3 separate regions of the Mus musculus genome follow, and regions 1 and 3 are each linked to region 2. The links are chromatin contacts, called in public HiChIP or PLAC-seq maps. All regions are on one chromosome and are shown on one strand. Each heading gives the region's core, a stretch centred on a gene start, on an enhancer-like site or on the middle of the called end of the contact. The rest is flanking DNA. Distances are from core to core; before and after follow the strand shown.

Evidence for each region. HiChIP or PLAC-seq counts read pairs in DNA pulled down with a chosen protein or histone mark.
Region 1: an HNF4G HiChIP or PLAC-seq map of pancreatic cancer cells shows a contact between it and region 2. The contact joins the promoter of Mafg here to the promoter of Slc16a3 in region 2. A contact is called at or near these places in 5 of 39 promoter capture datasets (cranial neural crest, embryonic stem cells, liver and 1 more), 1 of 484 Hi-C or Micro-C datasets (neutrophils), 7 of 115 datasets of contacts at active chromatin or transcription factors (the HPC-7 cell line, bone marrow-derived dendritic cells, embryonic stem cells and 3 more) and 2 of 9 other capture datasets (adipose tissue and liver).
Region 3: a contact with region 2 is called in an HNF4G HiChIP or PLAC-seq map of pancreatic cancer cells. The contact joins the promoter of Notum here to the promoter of Slc16a3 in region 2. A contact is called at or near these places in 2 of 39 promoter capture datasets (hematopoietic stem and progenitor cells and liver), 3 of 484 Hi-C or Micro-C datasets (embryonic stem cells, nephron progenitors and uterus), 3 of 115 datasets of contacts at active chromatin or transcription factors (extraembryonic endoderm stem cells, memory CD8 T cells and pancreatic cancer cells) and 3 of 9 other capture datasets (adipose tissue, liver and pancreatic islet).

What each region holds. Positions count from the first base shown.
Region 1 is chr11:120,632,216-120,634,915 of GRCm38.p6, forward strand. Mafg (v-maf musculoaponeurotic fibrosarcoma oncogene family, protein G (avian)) reads right to left here and starts at 1,332. Exons shown (of 3, transcript NM_010756.3): 1 at 1,147-1,332. Gm17586 (predicted gene, 17586) reads left to right here and starts at 1,535. Exons shown (of 3, transcript NR_165823.1): 1 at 1,535-2,277.
Region 2 is chr11:120,947,793-120,950,492 of GRCm38.p6, forward strand. Slc16a3 (solute carrier family 16 (monocarboxylic acid transporters), member 3) reads left to right here and starts at 1,275. Exons shown (of 6, transcript NM_001038653.1): 1 at 1,275-1,358.
Region 3 is chr11:120,659,913-120,662,612 of GRCm38.p6, forward strand. It overlaps Notum (notum palmitoleoyl-protein carboxylesterase), which reads right to left and starts at 1,281. Exons shown (of 12, transcript NM_001382269.1): 1 at 1,209-1,281; 2 at 83-453. The coding sequence starts at 426.

The sequences.
Region 1 (2,700 bases), core at 82-2,581, 320 kb before region 2:
CAAGGAAAGCAGTAGGATGGAGTTCAAGAACCTTCACGACAGATAAGTCAGTAAACAGCCATTCAGCCACACCCCACAAAACTGTCACCTCCCAAGAGTCTCCAGACACCCAACAGGGCACACACACTTTTTGGTAACTCCAGGCAACAGTGGGACCCCAAACTCTTCTGAAAGGAATAACATTGGGATAAATAAAACTACATCTTCTACTCCATGGTTGCACCTCAAAAACTCTCACCAGCTGCCTAGATCCACACTCTGCTCTCCTTAGCTGGTTAGAGCTGCCCCAGCTTCTTTCAAGCCACAGACCCTTCTCCCCCTGCCTCCCGGTCTTCCCCATCTAGGACCGACGAAGCCTGGCCATTCAGGGTCACAGAGAAGGAAAGCTTGCTTCCCAGACGAGCTGGCTCGGCCCACCTAAGCTCCTCCCCTCAGCGTACACCGATCGGTCTCCGGGTTTGGGGAACTGCCCCAGTTGTGGGACCCGGGCCAGGAGCCCAAGAACCAGGCAAGGATGCGCACGCCCGGGGCTTTACCTTCCACCCCGGGAGAAACCTGCGGCGCGCCCCTGCAATGCCTCCTTCGGAGCCTTTGCCTCCAACTCACAGGTCTGTCAAACTTAAACACGACCCCGGATCCCGGCCCGACCTTCACCACCCGGATCGAGCCCTGTCTCCCGACTAGACCGGCCGATAGCGGGCCCCGGCCCCCCGCCCTGGCCCAGCGTCAGCAGGAGCACCGAGTGACCTCATGCTGATGACTCAGCACGTCTCCGCTGGGCTCGCACCCGCGTGGCGAGCCCAAGCCGCGCAGCAGGGTCTCCCCGCCGCCTCCCCTGTGGGCCCGCGCGCGACCCCGCCCGCGCGGAAGCCGACGGACACCTGATGAGTCAGCAGCTCGGTGCGGCCACCCCGCTGACCCGGGCAGACGCGCGCAGCTCGCCCTTAAATCGCGCCCCCCGCAGGGCACCCGGGGTCCGCCGCCGCGCGCACGCCCGTCCCCAGCCTCGCGGTCGCCCGGTCCGCCGGCTCTAGGGGGACACAGGCGAACAGCCGGCTGGCGGGGAAACCAAGGCACGCGCTGCCGTCGGGTGCGCCGCAACCCCGAGGCCAGGCCCCGCCGCCCGCCCCAGCCCCGCGCACTCACCACACTGCGGGCCCGGGCGGGCCAAGGCGGGGCTGGGGCGGGGCCGCGCGCGCGCGCTCCGGGGCTGCGCGGGGCTGGGGCGGGCGCGAAGGGTCCGGGCCGGGGGCTTAGGAGGACTGGCCGCCTGCGCGGGCCGGGCCAAGCGCGCTGGGAAGGCCGGGCCGGACCGGGCTCAGAATCCGCCGCCGCCGCCGCTCCTCAGACGTCACATGATGTTTGGTCACGTGGGTTCCATTCATGAAGCGGCGACGCGGCTGGCCTAAGCTTAAAGGGAAAGGCGAGGCGGCAGCAAGGCGAGCGCGCCCCCATCACGCCTGCGCAGCCCCGCGCCGTTGCCCTTGGCAACGCCCGCCGCGCCCTGGCAATGTCTCGCGGGAGTCGTCCCGGCGCTCGCCGGGTTGACCGTGCTCCTGCAGAGACAGGTTCTACGGAGTGGCCCCAACTCGGATGCCTCTAGCTCCCTCCCGATCTCCACACCAACTCAGACCGAGGTCTATGGGAGGTTTGTTTGATTTTCTTCACTTGGATGCATAGTTTCACTGTACAGCGAGCAGACTGGATTTCAATTCCCTGAGATGCTCCTGCCTCGGCCCCCTGAAAGCGGAACTCACAGATGAGCGTCACCACGCGGGAACCTATTTGCTGTTTTGAAGGTGTGACACAGTGATTTAGTTCCTTACCCCGTTCTGCTGCGACGTCCTCATTCTAAATGGGTCAGCAGTCTGAAAAGGACACGGCTGTTGAGGGGCACAGCCCCAACCCCAGCTCAGATCCCCAAACTATCCACGATGACACGAAGGCTTGGAGGACGCTCACTAATGATTCTAATCTCCGGAGGGTGCTAGGGGCTTCACCTGCGGCCGTGGACCATCTCTTCGGGTAGTGTGCGTGCACTGTAGGAGTTGTGCACTTTGCCCAACCCTTCTCTGCCGCATTTGAAACTACTTTGGGTGCATTCTGCTGCTACTTTTTCTGTGAGACTTCTCGCTGCTGTTGAAAAAGTAAAAAAGAAGGAAAGTAGGAGGGATCAAGTTTTCATTTCGAGGTTCTGAACGTTCTATTTGACCCTGTCTTCTCTGGGAATCGTGAAAAGGTGACTCGTTCTGTAACATAGGTGACAAGGAAAAGGGGGTAAGCAGGCTGGAGGGGGCCTGTGTGTGTCCTTTGTGTCAAATTTGGTTTCTTGAGACAAGGTTTAGACCAGGCTGGCCCCAAACTCTCAGAGATCCGACTGCCTCTGCCTCTCTAGTGCTGGGATTAAAAACATGTGCCACCACACCCAGCCTCAAAAAGTAATTCTTTACATTGTATTTCTTTGGGGAGTGGGGGGGGGGGAGCTTTTATCTTTCACTGGCTGTAGCCAGAGTCTCAGAATACAGAGAATTACTCCTTATGCCTTGTGGTGGTTTGAATAGAAATGGCCTGCATGAATTCTAAATGCCGTGTCTAAATGCTTGGCCCATAGGGAATGGCACTATTAGGAGGTGTGGTCTTGTTGGAAGACGATTGTCTCTGTGGGGACAGGCTTTGAGGTCTTATATACTCAAGCTATGC
Region 2 (2,700 bases), core at 25-2,524:
CAGCATGCAAAGCTGCTGTCCTGTCCTCATCTCCCACACTGGGCTGGGAGTGTTAGGATTGCTCTTGTGCTCTGTGTATTCAGATGCCCCAAGAGTTCTGTGCCCCAAGATCAGGTTGCAGTCTGGACATGGGCAGCGTATTGACCAATGTGCTGTGGAGAATGCTCCCCAATAACTTCTGATTGGATAGTAAAAGGCTAAAGCCTGTGACTGGGCAGGAAAGAGAGGAAGGTGGAACTTGAGATGAGTAGGGGTATCTCCAGTAGGTACCAGGAAAAGGAAAAAGGCAGGGGAAGGAAGAGGCCTGCCTTGAGGCAGGATGGTCTGGGAGGATGGACCATGAGCACGTGGCCGAGAGAAAATCGCTGAGGACACTCATGGGGCAGAGCAAACACAGCAAGACTCAGTTGGCAAGTAATGTGGCGTCTATAGTTAGGATGTTATAGCAATCTCAGAACCTGCCCGGTTTAAACTTACAGCTTGTTAATAAAAACACCAGGTTTCTTTGCCCCCCCCCCCGCCCCCCAGGGAGCTATACAGGCTAGAGTGGAGCAGAAATCCCCCCATAAAAATCACTTCTATAGGAGTTGAGGGGCGACAGAGCAGGGCTGTGTCAGTGCCTGTATCTGACTTTGTTGCAGGGCCCCGACCACAGGGGAAAACGGAAGTTCAGGGAGGTTGACAGCCTTGCCCAAGATCCCCGGTCAGTCCAAGGTGCCTGAGTCTTCCTAACTAGGGAAGACAGCTGCCACAGCCACACAATAGCCCAGGCTGAGGCACGAGCAAGGTATGGTGGTTTGGATGGGGCGAAAGTCCGAAGTAGGCAGGCGGCAGGAGCCCTGTGTGCATGAGGTGTGGTGGGGGCGTGTGCCACCCGGCAGAAGGCGCAGGCCAGAAGGCCAGGGTCTGGAGGGCAAAAGGTCCCAGTCTCGGAGATAGCGAGGACATTGCCACTCTCTTGCAGGAATCATGGAAGGAGCCCACAGTCTTGGGAGGGGATAAATGGAGGGTAGAATGGGAAGCAGAGGTGGGTAGTCACGGCCCAAGGGCGCGGAAGAGAACAGTGAGAAGGTCTGCGTTGGGTGGGGCCCGGGCCCCGGGCGCCTATAGAGCGAGTGCCAGCCTGGTCTCCCTGTTAAGTGGAGATGGCATTGTCCGCGCCGTCGGGGAACAGCGGCCAGGGCGCCCCCTCCGGCAGCGGCGCGGGGTCCGGGTGGGGAGGGCAGGGGCGGCGCCAGGCAGCGGTGACGTGCGCGGGGGACGTGCCGCGCGACGGATGAGAGCACTTAAAGTCGCCCCCGGCGCGGCGCCGGGCAGCCAAGGCGGACAGAGGCAGATACAGCGGCTGGCGGTAACAGGTAGGCGCGGCGAGATGCTTGGCGCGCGGAGCGAGGCTGGGACCCTCCCCCCGCCTCCAGTCGCCCAAGGTTTGGGGCCTTCGATCATCAGGCGGGGGATCCAGACCTGGAGCTCCCGGCCCCTGACCCTCTCTCCTCCTGGTTCTCCAGCCCCATTCTTTCTTGACTTGGAGAACCTTCTCACCACTGCGGCTCCACCAAAGGGCCATGAACAGCCAGTTGCGCGCTTGCATCCTGCTTCCCTGCCCTCGTAGACGCCTATCTATCCATCCGGTAGCCCTCGGGGGCTGGGCTTCGTCCAGGAGGGCAGCTGCCCTGGGCGACCAAACGTCCAGAGTATAAATAGCTCGGCCCAAGAGGGTTGGAGCGTGGCCGGACGGCCGGGGAACCTGGGCTATATTTGGTGGGAATGCTACAGCCTCCTTGGAACCCCGAATCTCCAGCGGGCGTCAGCAGGCCGCCCAGTGAGAGAGAGGGACACGTGCGCTTCGGAATGGTGCCACGTTGGGGGAGGTATGCCCTCGGGTCTCTTTCATCTCTTTACATCCACCTTTTCTACCATCTTAAACTCATCAACTCTTACCCAGCCACCACTATTAACCCAAACTAGGCACATGAAAGTGGGGTTTTCCTCCGGAGTGGGCTCTGTTTGCTCTATTCTCATCCGATAGGAAAACCAGGCACGGTCTGTTTTCTTACCTGACAAGTGGGTTGACTAGGCGCCTGCCTGGATGCTGGTCCAGTCAACAGACAGGCTCAAGAAACTGTTAACTCTGGACAGCTGATAGTGCTTGGAATCTGGGTGACAAGCAAGGAGAGGGCAGCAGGGCCCAGGCCGACAGGAACCCTTTCAGGACAACAGGTTGGTCTGAGCGTAACGGCAAGGTTCTCCCCATAACACAGGCTCATTAGCTTTCCCAAAGTTCTTCTGTTGGGAGCAGGTTATCCCCGAGGGCTCCCGGCATCATTGTACAGGCCCAAAGTTGGCTGGTGTCCCGTGGGTGCTGGGTCCGTCCGTGTTGAGGAACGAGGACAGTCCTAAAAGTGTGTGGACTCACTCAGGATGAGCAGTGACTAGTGCACAGCTAGGATGCTGTGCAAAGGATGAGTCTACCCCTTAAGGGGCACTGAGGACACTACCGAGATACATGTGGCCCCTTCTTGGCAAGGACTTTGAATAACCAGTGGTTTGGTTCCAAGATGGACTTGGCCACATCACCAGTGACCTTGGGCAGGGCTTGCTCCCCGTAAAAACGATCTCACTGCTTGGATGCCTAAATTTCGAGGGGCAGCGAGGAGAAAGCACAGTAGGCCTTAGAACCATCAAGAAGTAATGTTGAAG
Region 3 (2,700 bases), core at 31-2,530, 290 kb before region 2:
GGCGAGCCAGGCGCGGAGCACCGGTGGGGCCAGCCAAGCCAGGTTGACGGCCTCCCGGGGTCCTGCCCCGCGCTGGCCTTACCCGGCGGGGCTGCCGTCATTGCAGGTCACCGACGTGTTCAGCAGGAGGTGAAGGCGCAGGTCCTCATTGAGCTGCTGCGCAGAGCAGGGATACAGGGACTGTGCCAGGCTCTTGACTTGCGCCATAAAGCTGTCCATGTTGCCCTCCACTGCCGTGAAGTCCAGCGGGAAGCTCTCCACCGGCTGCCCGGCGCCCGGCTCCACCTCAGCCCGCTGCGGGAGCGGCGGCGGGGGCGGCGGCTGGGGTGGCTGCTGGCCACGGCGCCTCCAGGTCTTCCTGCCCTCGCTGCCCCCAACCCAATGCAGCAGGCCCAGCAGTAGCAGCACGCGCACCTCTCCTCCCATGGCAATGTCACTCCGGCCTGTGGCCACCTGCGGAGAGCGGACGGCCGTGAGGCGTCAGCAGCGCGGGGCGCCGGGCCAGGGGGCGCGCAAGACACTGCTGCTCCTCGGCTCGGGCTCCCGTGCGTTGTCCCTGCCCCGGGCGGCAGTGTGGGCTCTCGGCGTCGAGGCTCTGGAGTCGGGCGCTACCGGCCTCCGCAGCTCGGGCTCCGCGCGTAGCCGGCCGAGGGCAATGCAGACTCTGGGTGCGCTGGCTCGGGCCCGCGCCAATGAGCGGCGGGAGCCGAGCTGGGCGTAGTTTGCGGGGGCCGCGGCAGCCCGGGTGCCCGCGCGTTAGAAGTGCCGCCGCCGCCCGGGCGCGGCAGGGGGAGGGGGCTGCGCTCACTCTTTTCTTGGCGGAGGCTTAGCCTTTTCTTCCCAAACCACAAGTCTGACGGAGGGGCCTGGACTAACCCGTTGCAACCGCCGGAGGCGCTCCCGGCCCGGCTCCGTGGGGGGCAGCGCGGCCGGGCTGGCCCCGGGCAACTCCATTCTCCGCGGCCAGCTCGGCGCCGCTACCCCCGCCCTCGGAGCGCCTCGGGGGCGGGGAGGAAGAGGCCTTTCCGCATCGGGGGCGCCCTGCGGGTTGCGCAGCTGCCCGGCCCGACGGGTCAGGGCGCAGGATGCGAACGTTCACCTAGTGCCGCTGGGGCCTTCCCTCCCGCGCCCCTGCCCCGTGCATTCGTGGGAGACTCGCACTTGGGCCCCCTTCGCATACTTGGAACCGCCCGGAGTCCTGCGCTCACCGTAGGTCCTGGAAGTCGCTGGAGCTGCGCTATCCCGCTGGTGCGCCCGACTGCGCTGCGCTCCCTCTCTGGCGCTGGCGTAGAGCCGCCAGAGACTTTTATCCAGCGGGGCCCCCGGGATCAAAGCGGCGGCGGACACAGGGCTCCGCGCCGAGGGGCCGGTAGTAGCGGTGCAGGGGGGGCCTCTGCGAGGAGCGGACAGGTGGGGCCCAAGGCCGGGCTTTCGGGGTCGACCTGCAGGAAGGATCGAGCGTGTGACTTCAACCCGCTGTAGAGTCTCCCTATCTGGTGCCGCAGTTGTTAGGAGACATGTAGGTCAGAGACCGTACTGCTACTTAACAAGGTTGGTAGGCTTTGGTGTAAAGTCCCTTGCTGCTGCACTCCATGAAGAAGATCACTAAGAACCTCTCCCTGCCCCAGACGCCACTGGAGGAGAAGAGATAGAAGATCAGAGAAGTTGCGGTCTTGGAGACCCCCTTCCATCTGCCAAGTCATCTCACCTAATGTAACTACCTCCTCTACACATCCCCAGGCTCTGGTGACCAGCGAGAATGAAATTCCTGACAGAAATCAAAACTGGGAGCCAACTTTGGCATGCACAAAACTCACAGACAAGGAGACTGCGGCAAGTTTTAGGCCAGCCATGGCTACACAGTGGACTTCTAAAGTTAAATAAATGAATAAATAATTTAATTAAAAGTCTCAGGAGCAGGACTGATGACGGTGGTAGTCGTGGTCAAACGGGCTGCACAAAACCAAGCATACCCACCCTAAGTGCACCACAAGCCAGCAGCTTGTTTTTTCTTTACCTTCTGCCTGCAGTCTGGTAGTGTTTTTCTAGAGACAGGAAACACACCTGCCTCAGGACAAGGGTCCAAACCTTGGGCAGGGCTTCTACAGCCCACAATCTAATTCATGACAGGAGGAGCCTGCTTCATCTAGTGGGTACCTGCTGCAGATCCTAGGGAGGAGTCCTAGGGAGTAGTCAAGAAGGATGCCACCTGTGCTGCAGAGCCAATACACACACACACACACACACACACACACAGCAGGCCAGTTCTCCTAAGATCCAGTCCGGAAGCCAAAAAGAAGGGTAAAACTACAGAACCCCAAATGAGGCTGCCTCCAGGTCAGATGCTGGGTTCACTCAAGAAAAAGCATACAGGAGTCTGCTCATGGGCACCTGATGTGTGTTCTGTTTCCAGATGGGAACTGAGTTTAGAGAAGCTGAGAGACCACCAGGCTCTGCTCACTTAGAAGCTCACCTTTGGGGTGGAGAGATGCCTCAGCGGGTAACAGCACTAGCTGCTCCCACAGAGAGCCCAAGTTCAAGTCCCAGATCCCACATGGTGGTTCAAACTATCTGTAACTATTTCCAGGGAATCCAAAGCCCTTCTCTGGCCTCCTCAGGCACACGGCACACACTTGGTATACAGATACATATGTGCAGGCAAAACACCCATACACATACAAATAATAACTTTTTAAAAAG